Linked DNA regions of Mus musculus: all the other regions are linked to region 2. Evidence: chromatin contacts called from public promoter capture Hi-C data. All regions are on one chromosome and are shown on one strand. The core of a region is the stretch at or near the end of the contact, and the rest is flanking DNA. Distances in the headings are between cores, read along the strand shown. Region 1 holds the start of Ilkap (integrin-linked kinase-associated serine/threonine phosphatase 2C). Region 2 holds the start of Thap4 (THAP domain containing 4). Region 3 holds the start of Per2 (period circadian clock 2).

Region 1 (2,700 bases), core at 12-2,511, 2.4 Mb after region 2:
GACAGGCCACATGGCAAACACTGCCAGAATTCATGTGGAATGGTGGCCGACGAGTCTATTTGCAGGAGTGGGAAATCAAGTTTAGTGTGGTGATTTGAATATGCTTGGCCCTCAGAGTGGCACTATTAGGAGGTGTGGCCTTGTTGGAAGAGGTGTGATCTAATTGGTGGAAGTGTGTCACTTTAGGGGTGGGCTTCAAGACCCTCCTCCTACCTGCCTGAGGAAAGTCTGCTCCTGGCTTCCTTTGGATGAAAATGTAGAACTCTCAGGTCCTCCAACGCCGTGCCTACTTGAATGCTGCCATGCTTCCTGCCATGATGATAAAGGACTGTATCTCTAAACCTGTAAGCTAGCCCCAATTGTTGTCTTTTATAAGAGTTTCCTAGGTCATGGAGTCTGTTCACAGCAATGGAAACCCTAAGACACTTAGCAAGAGCTGCTTTAAAAACATAGTGATATCAAGTTGGGATGGGCTGAGAAGTGTATGAGATATATGGACAAAAGACAAAGTGCTGTTATTTCAAAATCCTACATCTGTCAAGGAAGAGACAGTTCTGTCTGAGTGCAGTAAAAACTTCAAACAGTGGCTTGGAGGTCAGCTGGGTGGATCCACCTATTGCAGCTAGAGAATATCTGGTCTACATTTGCAAGGAAGCAATGACTTGTTACCTACTGCACCAAGAAGTCCACACAACACTGGCAAAAAAACCAAAAACAACAACAAACAAAAAAAACAGGTAAGGTGGTGTTGGAAAGGGCTGGTAGGATTGGGGTGTGTAGTCAATAAATTTGGGTACCTTTAAGGAAGTGAAGTCTTTGTGGATTGTATGGTAGGAAGAGGAATTAATTCCATGAGTGGCTCTTTTCTGAGACCAGGGAAAATACACAACACAACTTTGTAATTGGTAAAGCGTCATAAATTTGGTGGCTGAGATGAGGGATGTTTGTCACTTTTGTGGCTTGGCCAGTGATGGTGTTTTTTTCTGGTCTCTATCCCAGTGGGACAGCTGAGACCCCGCTGGGCGCCATCCTGCTCCCGGGCGGTCAGAAGGTGCTTTGCCTGCTCGGTCACACAGGGAACAGTGGACAGGTGCAGACCCGCCTCTCCGGCCAAAAGCCTGTCTGGATGTCAGGCTCGGCGCCACTCCTCCCTTCTTTCCGGGGAAACGCCATAACAATTTATCACGGGACCTAATGCCCAGGCCAAGAGCGCCCGTGCGCTTGCGCAGCCCACCCCCGCCCCGCCCCCGCGCGTAGCACTCTGGGGCGGCGGCTGGGCGGCGCGCGATTGGCAGGGTCTCCCGCGGTGAGTGACGGCGCCGCCGCCGCCGCCGCCGCCCAGGGTAGCGCGGAGCCTCCGCTCCACTGCCCCGCCGCCATGGACCTCTTCGGGGACCTGCCGGAGCCCGAGCGCGCGCCGCGGCCATCTGCCGGTAAGCGGCGCGGGGGAAAAGGGCGGCGCCGGGATGCGCTGCCTCCGCCATCTTCGCGCCACCGCCGCCTCAGTCTCGGCCTGTGGCTCCCGAGGCCGCAGCGACCGCGCGGTCCCTGTCCAGGCCTCGCGTGGCACACGCACGAAGTCCCGCGCCGAAGGGTCGGGGCACTCTGGCTTTAATTTGGCTACAGCAAGACTCCCAGCGGAATGTCCTGGTCCCGGGCCTGTTTGCGTCCTGGAAACCCCGAGAACTTAACAAGTTTCCGACTTCCAGCCCCTTGGTGCGGGGCGCCTGCACAGCCAATGCAGGGCGCTACGGCTAGATAACCGAGGCCGGGGATGGGGGGTGGCGTCTGCAGCCCACGTTTTGGGAAGGTCTTTGGCACGGAATAGGAAGGTGAAGAGGACCCAGCCTTTGCCTTCAGAGAGTTCAGTTCTGATCGCAGAGGCATAGGTTAAAAACCGTGGGAAACGCCAAGCGTCCGGAGTAACGGTACCCGAAGACTAGTGAGAAAGACCTGGGAAGGAGGCGGCCTTTAGCGAGGGCTTCGGCTGATGGTTTCCAGAGATTCTAGGCAAGGAAACAATGTTCAAAAGTGGGAGGGCTCAGATCTCCAGCTTGGCAGAGCGGGACGGGCTAGCATGGAAGAATGCTGGAGCTTGGGGTTATGAGAAGGTATTGACCTGTCCTCTTCACACCTGTGCTTTGGTTTTTAACCTGCGCACCTCCAGACTCCTGAGATGCTTTGTAGTGTCCTCTTTTTGCAGTTGTTCCTGGTAGTGGCACCGTTACGTACCCCCACCAACCACTCTGATGGTACAGAAGCTTCTAAGTAACTAGGCCTTGAGACTGAGTTTGATTCAGCCATGCTTTTTGAAGATAACCACCGTTACAGTTGTGAGTAAAGCTGGCCTCATACAGGCAGCCTTGCATCTGTCACTGGAGTATAACCTGTGTCTGAATGTGCTCGGACCAGAGTTTGGATTGCCAGATGTGCCTAGAAATCTGTCATCATTAGTAGTCCCTATTGCTTTTTATCCAAAGTTATTTTGGGTCTTCTCCGTGGTCAAGGCTCTCTTGACATGACCTAAAACCTTAAACTCAACTTGGGACTTAGCAGATACATGCGTTCCCCATGCCCCTTCCCTCCCTCCCTCTCTCCCCCTCTCCCCCCCAAACATATTGAGTAATCTGAAATAAACTCACTCCTATCCACTACAGGGGGTGGGGGAGACACAAAAACACATTCCAAGAATAATTATGT
Region 2 (2,700 bases), core at 64-2,563:
ATTCAATGTATTATCCCATTCCACACCTCCAAGAGGCACTGTGGTGTGACAGCTTCAGTTATTCATTCTAAAAAAAAAAAAAAAATGAATTATCTTAAAAAAATATACACCTGGCTCATGCATCTTGGGGAGTCAACGTTCCTGCTTCCTCCAGCTACGGATGCCATAAACTGCTGAAATGTGTATTAACTGTAGGCATTACTCCCAAGTAAGAGCCGACTACTTCTCTAACACAGCTGTCAGAAGAAAACCATCAAAAGCAACGCCATTCAAGAAAAGTACAATGAAATCAGGTAGCAGGACTCCTTCACAAAGGAGTGGATTCTTGAAGGCAGGTCGCTCTTAAATTAAAAAAAGGAAAAAAGAAAAAGAAAACCAAAAAAAAAAAAAAAAACCCGCTAACGCTGCTGAGGGAATGAGAGAACCTCTGTTGGGGGTGGGGTGGGGTGGAATGGGGTGGGGTGGGTATTTTTAGGGCTATTAGCAAACAACTTATTTGATAGATTTGCATCTCCAAGACTTCTGGCCAACATAAACAAAGAACCGCACTCTCCAGCTTCAGAAGCAAGAGTCAGTTAAAAACAAACAAACAAACAAACAAACAAAACCCACCCACACTTAACCCAGTATTAGGACCTCAAGAAGTCAAAGTAGCATGTGACTGATCCGCTGTCAGAACAGGAGCGGGGCTCACCTACACAGGTTATTGAACTTCAAAGACAAAAGATGTGCATGTTGTGGTAGCTGGACCAGCGGCCAACAACTTGACAGAAGTTAAAGAGGTCGGCTCTTCAATGGACACCGCAAGGCCCACCCTCGCGGCGCACCGGTCCTCTCCGGGCACCAGGGTGCCCGCGTCCTGATGCGTCCCTCAGACTCCCTGCCCTCACGCCCGCAGCCGCGAGCCCACAGGCTGGGACGCTCCCCGAGGGCCGCGGCCGAGCGCCGGAGGCCGAGGCGCTGACGAGTGGCCCCGCGAACCCGGTACTGAGCGCTGCGGGGAGGCGCGGCCCGCCCAGCCCAACACACCGGCCTCCGCCCCAGCGGGCGGCCACGGGAGCCCGCCCGCGACAGGGCAGGCGTCCGCCCTCCTTACCTGCGTCCATCTTCCCTGTCCGGCTGCCGACTGACCGTGCCGTCGCTCCGACGGACTACTGCGCGACACGGCGACGGGAAGCCGCGGCAGCCAAGCGCGGCGCAGCGGAAGCGCGGGCGTCGCCATCTCGCCGTACGGCGGTGGGCACGCGGGGGGTGGGGCCTCGGCGCGTGTGGTTCCTAACCGGACGCGGCCGCCCCGCCCCCGGCCCGCGCCGCCGCTTCGGAACACCCGGGAGCCGGCCCGAGCTGCGCTCCTCCGGCGCCGCCATCTTTCCGTACAGACAGCCACCCGCGCATGTCTCGGTACGGACTCACCGCCCGCTGCGGCCGCGACGCCGGCGCCGTGGCCGGGCAGTCCGAGCGCAGCGTGGTGCGGGCGGCAGCGCGCAGCCATCTTGCCGTACGGCTCGGCCGCGGCCCACGTCCCGAGCTGTGTCGCCGCGCTCCCTCGGGGCGGGTCGGGCCAGCGGGCGGGCGGCAAGGATCGGAGCCTGGCGGCGCTCACGACCGAGGCCCGCAATGGTGATCTGCTGCGCGGCCGTGAACTGTTCCAACAGGCAGGGCAAGGGCGAGAAACGCGCTGTCTCCTTCCACAGGTACGCGGCCCGCCTCCGGGTCCGCCACGCCCCCGCCCTGGCCGGGGCCCGCGGGGAAACTGAGGCCGCGCGGCGGGCCGAGCTCCGGGGACCGGGAGTGGGGGGCCGGCTAACCGAGGGTAACTGTGGGAGGTGGACGGGTCGTGGAGCTTTATGACCTTGGCTTGGACCGCCGGCTTTGGGGACCAGCACGGCCATGCCTCGGGCAGAGCGGCCGGAGGCCCCCTCCGCCACCTCCACCAACGGGCGTCGCACTGATTTGGGCTGGCCCTGCCAATTTCAGGAGTATTCTGCAAGGGCGCCTTCTCAGGTTAATCCTGATCTTTGCTTTCGGGCAGTTCTCCACTCTTGCCTCGGCGGGGCAAGCCCGCCCGGAGGTGTGTGGCAGGAGTGCGGCCCGGCGCACGCAGCTCTACTTCCTGCATCCATAGCCCTCATCGCCTTCCTATGGGGTCCTGCGGCCCAGGCACTGGCACCGATCACCTCCCGCATCCTGCACTCTGGCAGAGGCCCGGGGGATGACCGTGGAAAGGGCTTTCCAGGGGGTTCTCGGTGGCCCTTGTGCGGGCCGCGCCTTCCAAAGGCTTTCGAGACTCCCTCAGTTGGTCCTCTCCTGTGATTTCCAACAGGAGTGAACAGCGAGCGAAGGGACTCTGCCTTGGAAGTCACTTCGCACATCCTGCCACCTCTTAGTACTTGGTGTTAAAATTTAAAGATGGGAATGGCACGTATCTGTTGAAAGTTCACAGGGTTACATTAAGTCTCCAGTCCTTAAGACCTGGTTCAAAACAAAACCTAGTAACGTTAAACAATCTTACAAGTCAACCAGAATGTTTCCGTAACAATTTCACATAGAACATGCCCCAGAAGTTTTGTTAACAGTTGAAAATGAGGCAGTGTTGCAAGGACTGATGTTGGCTTCCCCATGTTCTAACATGGTATATGGGTAGACAGTGCCCAAATTGGGGCGGGGAAACTCCAGAAATCTAGCTCACTAAACACTGAT
Region 3 (2,700 bases), core at 96-2,595, 2.3 Mb after region 2:
AATTGCATGCCTGTCCTGCCAGGCAGACAGAAAGAAGTAGCTCCCACACGGAATTCTTGAATGTGGGTTAGCCGGCTGTGTACACCAGCAGCTCAGTTTGTTAGCAGACTTCTGTTGCTAATGTTTGCCTCCTTTCCATTCCTGGTTCCTAGGACACCCCAGGGGAAGATTCAGAGTAGTGGATGCTACTAGGCTTCAAGTTCCCTGGCAATGACAAATGACCTTTTTACCCTTGGAAGACGTGACAAGCTTGCCTTCTCCATCACACCTTGCATGAGTCTTTAGGTTGTTCTCTGTCAGCCTCAAACCCGCTCCGAGGAAACTTCTACTCCCTCCTTTGACCCTTTGGACAGGAGCCTGAACGCTTTAGTAGGCTTCCAGACAGTGCTCTTGAAAGAACCAAATAGCTTCAACCAAGGTTCCACAGGGGCAGGGCTGTCCTATCACTGGAGGAGTACCCTCCCCTGACTAGCTAGTGTCTGTAGCTTCCACTTCAGAAAAGCCCTGCTGTTCCAGATGCACACCCCGCTTCCATAGTTCCTGTAAGGTTAATAAACTACACCACCGCATTTGGTTAAGCTTCCCTGTAGAACGTCAGTCTTCTCTCCCTATGTGATTGAGGGCAGGAAGAAATCACTTCTTTCCTTTGTATCTCTGCACGGCAATTATGACCTTATTTCCTGAATCAACACTAACTAGCAACACGCAGTTTCAGAAACAAGAAAGGCTAAGTGGGAGTTTTGTGCTTTGGCCCATCTGGAATGACGGTCAGCCTGGGGGGCCTGTCCTAGGGTCACCCAGCCTGTCCTGGGAAGGTGCTCAGCAGCAGATCCAGAGGGGCCGTCCTATTTGCCCTCAAGCGTCTCGCCATGAATGAATGAGAGGGGAAATGAATGAACTGGGCTGGATGAGCGAAAGGTGTCAGCAGAGAGCATTCTCGGTCCTTCGGATTACCGAGGCTGGTCACGTCGTCGCAGGTGATAGGCCGGTGGCCCTGGTCTCTGCCGGCTGTGAGTTGCGCAGCGGCCAAGCACCATTCCCCCGCGCCGCAGTGGTACGCGCCACTCCGGGGCTGCACGAGCGGGCCACCGCCGTGCCAGGTGAATGGAAGTCCCGCAGGCCGGAAGTGGACGAGCCTACTCGCCCGGGCGCGGGGGGGCGCAAGAGCGCGCAGCATCTTCATTGAGGAACCCGGGCGGCGAACATGGAGTTCCATGTGCGTCTTATGTAAAGAGAGCGACGGGCGTCTCCACCAATTGATGAGCGTAGCTCTCAGGTTCCGCCCCGCCAGTATGCAAATGAGGTGGCACTCCGACCAATGGCGCGCGCAGGGGCGGGCTCAGCGCGCGCGGTCACGTTTTCCACTATGTGACAGCGGAGGGCGACGCGGCGGCAGCGGCGCTACTGGGACTAGCGGCTCCGGGCGGCTGCGGCGCAGGCCGAGCGCACCAAGTGACGGGCCGAGCAAGGGACAGACGCGCGGGTTGACGCGGCGAAGCGGTGAGTGGCGCGGCGCTGGGCGGTGGCGCGGTGCTGGGCGGTGGCGCGGACCTGGACGGCCGTGGTCGTCTTACGTAACCGGCGGCTCGGACAGCTGGAGCTGGGGTCCTGAGCCAGGAGTTGCCGACTGTGCAAACGGCTGCAACTCGGCAGAATGTAGATGGAACTGCGCGGTGACCCTTTTCCAGGTTCACACTGCTGTCCCCATTTCTCAGGTTAGGCACTGAGGTCGGAGAGATTAGTTAGGCATCTTGTCCGAGGACACAGAGACATTGAGTGATCACGACACCAGACTGAGCACGCCGACTCCCATGGTGCTGTCCAAGGAAGCCAGGGTCAGTGCAAACTGTTCCTAGGATGGGTCCAGAGGGTCCCCTAAGGAGCTGGCTTCCTGCTATGAGTTCAGAGAGTCAAGTCTGGCCCTGGGGGAAGGACCACTGGTAGGCACTGACTCCCAGCGGTGGGAAAGGGGTTAAACAGAGAAATACCCAGTGCCAAGCCACACCTGCCCCTCCCCGCCCCTATGTCAGGGAGACCACTTTGTCCACCCACTTTGATTTCCGTGGCATCCTCCACGCCAGTATTTCCTGTCTCCAGATGGACTGGGAGTATGTCAGGAGAGGGGGGAGAGGTCCACTCTTAAGCTGGAGCAGTCACATCGTCATCCTTTGAGACATACCTTGGCTGCCAAGCACAGACATGGACCAAGAGGTGGGCGGTGGCCTGCTTCTTCTGCAAGAACCCTGGTTGCCAGGGTTTCTGTAACGTATACACAAGGAACCAGTTTGGAAAGCTGATTCATACGGAACAAGGGAGCCAGAAGGCTCCCTGGAAATCATCCAGGGTAACCCCTAGCTTGAAGAGGCACAGCCACAGGCTGGCAAGCTGTACCACTGTAAAAACCAGGCCTGGCAGTCTCAGGATCTGTTTCTCCTCCTTGGTCCACATGCTTACCAGAGGTGCAAACCTGAAGGGAAGCATGTCCACTCTGTCTTAGTCTCTGGAGTCTAGGTCGGATTCGTCTGATAACCAGAGTCTGTCTGCCTCAAGGCTTTAATTTAAAAAAGTCGGTTTTGTGTGTGTGTGTGTGTGTGTTTTAAGATATGGAAAGCACCACTTTGTGTACGTTGTTGGAATCTAAGAAAGCCAGGGACTCCTTTATTTTAATGGTAGCTGTACAGTGTGCCCGAATGGAATGGT

What was found. Promoter capture Hi-C pulls out the DNA fragments that hold promoters and counts their contacts. Capture Hi-C pulls out chosen DNA fragments and counts their contacts.
Region 1: a contact with region 2 is called in a promoter capture Hi-C map of liver, with 4 times the contacts expected there. The contact joins the promoter of Ilkap here to the promoter of Thap4 in region 2. A contact is called at or near these places in 2 of 39 promoter capture datasets (liver and pre-B cells) and 1 of 9 other capture datasets (liver).
Region 3: a promoter capture Hi-C map of pre-B cells shows a contact between it and region 2, with 4 times the contacts expected there. The contact joins the promoter of Per2 here to the promoter of Thap4 in region 2. A contact is called at or near these places in 2 of 39 promoter capture datasets (liver and pre-B cells).

The regions. Positions count from the first base shown.
Region 1 is chr1:91,397,384-91,400,083 of GRCm38.p6, reverse strand. Ilkap (integrin-linked kinase-associated serine/threonine phosphatase 2C) reads left to right here and starts at 1,261. Exons shown (of 12, transcript NM_023343.3): 1 at 1,261-1,433. The coding sequence starts at 1,379.
Region 2 is chr1:93,753,451-93,756,150 of GRCm38.p6, reverse strand. Thap4 (THAP domain containing 4) reads left to right here and starts at 1,313. Exons shown (of 6, transcript NM_025920.3): 1 at 1,313-1,694. The coding sequence starts at 1,618. It overlaps Atg4b (autophagy related 4B, cysteine peptidase), which reads right to left and starts at 1,246. Exons shown (of 13, transcript NM_174874.4): 1 at 1,097-1,246. The coding sequence starts at 1,106.
Region 3 is chr1:91,457,973-91,460,672 of GRCm38.p6, reverse strand. Per2 (period circadian clock 2) reads left to right here and starts at 1,345. Exons shown (of 23, transcript NM_011066.3): 1 at 1,345-1,500.